Linked DNA regions of Sus scrofa: region 1 is linked to region 2. A link is a contact called in public Hi-C data. All regions are on one chromosome and are shown on one strand. The core of a region is the stretch at or near the end of the contact, and the rest is flanking DNA. Distances in the headings are between cores, read along the strand shown.

Evidence for each region. Hi-C and Micro-C count contacts between places; a contact is called where the count stands out from the background.
Region 1: a Hi-C map of embryonic fibroblasts shows a contact between it and region 2, with 2.0 times the contacts expected there. The contact joins the promoter of ARL6IP4 here to the promoter of TMED2 in region 2. A contact is called at or near these places in 1 of 5 promoter capture datasets (liver), 2 of 47 Hi-C or Micro-C datasets (embryonic fibroblasts and liver) and 1 of 2 datasets of contacts at active chromatin or transcription factors (alveolar macrophages).

The regions. Positions count from the first base shown.
Region 1 is chr14:29,887,191-29,889,890 of Sscrofa11.1, reverse strand. ARL6IP4 (ADP ribosylation factor like GTPase 6 interacting protein 4) reads left to right here and starts at 1,421. Exons shown (of 5, transcript NR_033706.1): 1 at 1,421-2,073; 2 at 2,593-2,700.
Region 2 is chr14:29,399,195-29,401,894 of Sscrofa11.1, reverse strand. TMED2 (transmembrane emp24 domain-containing protein 2) reads left to right here and starts at 1,441. Exons shown (of 6, transcript XM_003359088.4): 1 at 1,441-1,598; 2 at 1,601-1,734. The coding sequence starts at 1,556.

The DNA.
Region 1 (2,700 bases), core at 172-2,671, 490 kb before region 2:
CCAAGCTGCAGTTGCAACCTATGCCACAGCTGTGGCAATGCCAGATCTGTGCCGGGCCGGGGATTGAACCTGTGTCCTGGCACTGCAGAGATGCTGCTGATCCCATTTTGCACCACAACAGGAACTCCCTTAGGTTGGGCTTGTTAGAACCAGAGGCTGAGATGGGGATTCCTGTGCAAGTGGTTTAAGGAGGGAATACTCTCAGAAGAAGGGGAACCAGGATAGGGCAGAAGCAGCTGGGCCAAATGTGGTTTCAAGAAGGATCCAGCTTCAGCCCAATCTTATAGGCTCTTTGCAGCATGAATGGTACCACAGTTTGCCCCCAACATCAGTTAACTGGCTTTAAGGTATTTCAGGGTAGGGAGGGGGTGAGTAACTTCCCAGACATCCATCTCCAGTGGCCAAGGGAGTCGTCCAGAGAAGGGCACAGGTGTGAGGTGTCAGCAGCAAATACCACGGCTTGGGGCGAGTACACCTGTCTACAAAGAGGATTTGGGCCAGCCACCTAAGGCATCTTCTGGATGGTACAGAGGGGTTACTGCAGAGGGATTAAAAGCAGGGACTCTGGAGCCAGACTGCCTGGGTTCTAATTCTGATTCGATCACTTCCACCTGTGACTGTGGGTAAGCCGTGTGACCTCTCTGTGCTTTACTTTCCTCACCTGGTGAGTATGGCCTAGAGTTGTTCTGGGGCCTCATGTTTATAAAGTGATTTTTAACAGCCCTGTGTCTGCTGCTATCATCACTACTGAAGAGTTTGCAACTTGGCCCCAAGACTGGATGAGGCATGTAGCTATGTTGAAATCTTGAGTTCTGACTTCTTAAGGGAGTGGGAAGATCTGGGAACACCAGGCCCCAATCCGTACTGCAGAAATCAGCAGGGTCTCAGCTGTCCCCACTCTAGACAGGCCTGTGGTGCTCTTGATCACAGGGTCCCTTCCTCATTCACTGCCATGATCCCTCTGGTCCTTATGGACGTTTGAGTGCGATCTCTGTATTACTGGGTGGGGACGATGGAAAGACCAAAGCTCTGGAGCTCGCAGCGCGTTGCAGTGGACACATCCGAAGACAATCCAGAAAGGAAAAGCGGCGCGCAGTAGGGTCGCCTTCTTCCCTGGGGCGCCAGGGAGTCTGGGGGTGCTGCAGGCGCGCCGAAAGAACAGCGTTGGGAGAAGCACAGCTGCAGCAAAAGGCCTGCAAACTCCAGGACTGGCGCCAGGCTGGAGAGCAGGTCTCTCGTCTCGGAGCTCCACCTGTAGGCGGAAGCCTGGATGCCCAACTCGCCTCTCCCGTGGTGATCGCGCCAGGTTCCGTTTCTTGGGCTGCCACAGAAACGGAACCTGGGGCTTCAGAACTAAAGGCAACCGCGCCTCGCTTCGCAGCCGGACTGTCTCCCGAGCAGCACCCCCAGACCGGAAGTCACCCAGCAGCCACTTCCTTACTCTAAGGCGCGGTGCAGGGCAGGTGGTCCGGCCAAATGGACGGTTGAGGCGGGAGCGGAGCAGCTTCGGAGACTTTCTTTAAGGCGGCAAGGCTGCGGAGGGCGCGGGGTGGAGGGTAGGAGTACGCGGAAAGGAATAAAGAACTCACCTGGCAGCTGAGGAACACTGCCGTTCCTAGGGCTCCTGAACTGGATCGCGCAGGCGTGGAGCGTCCGGGCGGGGGCGGGCCCTTAAAGAGGCCGCTGCGGAGAATCCAGGAGCCCGCCGAGAATCTGGGATACCTGGGGGCGAGGGGCGGGTGCGGGTTGTGCGATTGCATAGATCCCCTCATATCCCTGCCCCGGGTGGTGACGGGTATCGATCCCTAGAGGACCAGGTTCTGAGTAGAGCCGCTCTTGGAACCCAGTCTGCGGACCGGCCCAGGGACCCCCAGTTTAAGCGCGTCTCCCCGCCTCCAGCCCACGGCGCTATGGCTCACGTCGGCTCTCGCAAGCGCTCGAGGAGTCGCAGCCGGTCCCGGGGCAGAGGGTCGGAAAAGAAAAGGAAGAAGAGCAGTAAGGACGCTCCCAGGAGCTGCTCGGCTTCTAGATCCCAAAGCCGCAAAGCCAGCACTACCTCCTCTGGGGCGGAGGGTGAGAACCAGAGGGAATGGGAAAGGGGTGAGGGAACTTCATGGAGGAAGTTGCAGGCAGCTGGGCGGGCTTTTCCGGACTGGCTTTGGGAAAATTGCAGAGAGCACTATTCAAAGGAGGACCCAGAGTGTAGATCCTGGGTATCTGGATTGAAGGATGCTCAGAATCCAGCGGCTGGACCAGCCCATTGAATACTGAGTGAAAGGAGCACTTAATCATATCTTTGGTGCAGCTGGGCGGGAGATGTGGGGGCTGGTTGCCCTGCTCCTGGGTGGTCAGTGACTTGGCAGCCCAGAAAGTGCCTCTCCACAGGGTGCTGATCCCTTTTCTGGAAAGCCCTGCCCGAGGGCTTCATGCCTCTGGGGTCAGCCTGAGCCTGCTACAGGCCAGAGCAAGGGGACGAAGGTTTACTTCTTCCCCTCCTGGCCTTCCAGCCTCACCTTCTCCATGCATCACAGAGAGAAGCAAGCACAAGGCCCGGAGGAGACCACGATCCAGCTCTTCCTCCTCTTCTTCCAGTTCTTCTAGCTCCTCTTCCTCCTCGTCCTCCTCCTCTTCCTCCAGCGATGGCCGGAAGAAGCGGGGGAAGCACAAGGACAAGAAGAGGAAGAAGAAGAAGAAAAGGAA
Region 2 (2,700 bases), core at 192-2,691:
GTGAAGTTGGAAGGGCAGGCTCTAGGCTGAGCCTCCCTCTAGCTATGGCTGTCCGGATAACACTGCAGAACTGACCTGCCAGAAGAAGCAGGGCCTTTGCCACAGTTTGGAAGGTGGGGAATCAGGAGACCATTACTAGAACTCTGAGTTCGATAACGCATTGTCATAGCCTGGAATCTTCTTTCACAGTACCTGCATCTGTTTATTGACACCTGAGCAGGAAACTGGATATTGGGCCACTACTGCCCCCTATTGTCTGGTAGTCTTTGAAGAAATAATCCTTCAAACTTGCATTGCTTATTCACATAAATGGTATCATCTGATCTTCATGATAACTTTACATGATAAGCATAAAATGTGCTATCACCCCCTTTATACAGATAAGGAAATTTAAGTTCAGAGAGTGATGGAACATAATTAAGGTTACACAACTATGTGTAAAACTGGAGTAACAACCCAGGTCTCCTCATCAGGCCAGTTCAATGAACTTGATGTGTCAACTAACACATCATGAGTGAGATCTTTTGTGACCCTAGGGGAGGGCCTGAGAGAGCAGCATATATGTGCCAAGACTTGTGCCTCATGAGTGACACAGACTGGTAAATAAGTATAACTTAGAGGGTGCAAATCTACCTTGTAAGCACAGAGGAAGGGGCTAGAATTTGGCAGTGGGAGATCTAGGAACATTTCAAGAAGAGGAGAGGTGACATTTGAGTTGGGTTTTGAGGGGTGTGTAGGAGTATGCCAGGAGGCAAAGTGTACAAAAAAATTGTCCCAGTAGCTGGCAAGAGCAATGGGGCCATGGGGGTGGCAACTAGACTCTAGGGAAGTGAGAGAATTCTAACTTTGGAGGATGTAGACAAGGTTTTTTGTTTTCGGTAGTTGTATTATATATACATACAGTGAAATAAGGCGTATTAAGTATACAGTTTCTTTAGTTTTTAAAAAGGCATATGTAAACACTCATGTACCCATCGTTTAGGTGACGATGTAAAACATTTCCAACATCTCAGGAGGTTCTCTCTCGTGCCCTTTCCCAGTCTCTATACCCTTCTCCATCCTTCCTCCGTCGGTTTTTGCGAGGTGAGGGCAGGCTAACATAAATATTAAAGCCCTTGGTTTCAGCTCCATTTCCTCCTTCCACTCCTATTACTGCCTCCAAATCTTCTGCCATCTTTACGGACAATCCTAAGAAGATACTGCACTAGGGGGAGGAGGGTTATTGCTACTGTTTTTTCCTCGTGTGGTCCATGTGAAATTTAAGTTGTAAGCGCGACTGGAGAGAGGAAGAGGACAATGGTTTCTGGTCCTTCGGAGCCACCGTCCAGGCTCGGCCCGCGCGGAGACGCCTTGTCCCTCGGCGGCTGCCGTGCGTCCGTTACGTGGCAGCTGCAGGCGCCCGCCAATCCACGGCGCCCGCATCAGCCCCCTCGGGTGGCGCAGCCGGAAGGGGCGGGGCTGAGGCGGCGGCGGCTGAGAAGGTAGTGGTGGCGGCGGCGGCCACGGCGGCTTTGGAGGCCGCGCTCCCGGTCCTGGCTTCGGCCCCAGCCCCACCATGGTGACGCTCGCTGAGCTGCTGGTGCTCTTGGCCGCCCTCCTGGCACGGCCTCGGGCTACTTCGTCAGCATCGACGCACATGCCGAGGAGTGCTTCTTCGAGCGGGTCACCTCGGGCACCAAGATGGGCCTCATCTTCGAGGTGGCCGAGGGCGGCTTCCTGGACATCGACGTGGAGGTGCGGGCGCGCTGCCCGCGACCGAAGCGGGGTCTTGCGGCCGCTCGGGGGTTGCCGGCGCGCGGGGCCCGCCGGCGCGCGGGGCCCGCGGGGGGAGCGGGACATCGAGGCCACTGTCCGAGTTCTGGGAGGGGCGCTGGCCGCCACCCAGCGACCCTCTAACCTCCCTTTTCCCCGCATCTCCCCGGATTCCGGGCTCCCCACGGGATACGTAACCGTTGCTTGATTGCTTTGGATACTCAGCTTGAATGGCGGGTTCCCCTTGGAACCTCTTGCCGAGCTTTGTCGACCAGGCGCCGCGTGTCAGATCTGGGCCCAGGAGGCGCTTCACAGTCTCGTTTAGCTGGTGGCGGGTCTCGAACGGTCAGCAGCTGCTTTCCTCCATAGTGCAAATTAAAGTTGGCACGTGACATGGAAACTTCTGAAAAAGTAAATCGAAAGCTATTGAGATATGTAGGCAGACGTTCGCGTTGTGTTTTATTTTTCATGGAAATGATCCAGATTACCCGATTTTACGTGAATCTCCTTTACGTGATACCTCGTTTAGCCATCTCCGGCTAGGGGAGTGAGGCTGGTTATGCATTTTAGGTGTAATGACTGCAGCGAAGTGGAGAAAACGGAAAATTATTTTAAGAAGCCAACAGTCTGTAAATTATTTCCTGTGTCTTGTTTTAAGCCAAAAGAATGATTCGCCTCTAACTTTTTTTAGAAAATCAGATGTAATTAATATTTAAAGTCATCCGTTAGCATGATTAATTAGGTCTAAGGATTTTCCATTTGACACTGACCCTCAGCGGAGTTGGGCATAAATTCCACAAAACAAGTGAAATCCAGAAATAAGGAGCTACTGGAAGGACTGACTGTTAAAGTTAGCTGAGAGCTTAAGACACCAGCTATTCCAGTCTACAAGTTTTACAGGTGGCATGGGCTTCATAAGAGAAAGCAACTTGAACAAAGTCTAACAGC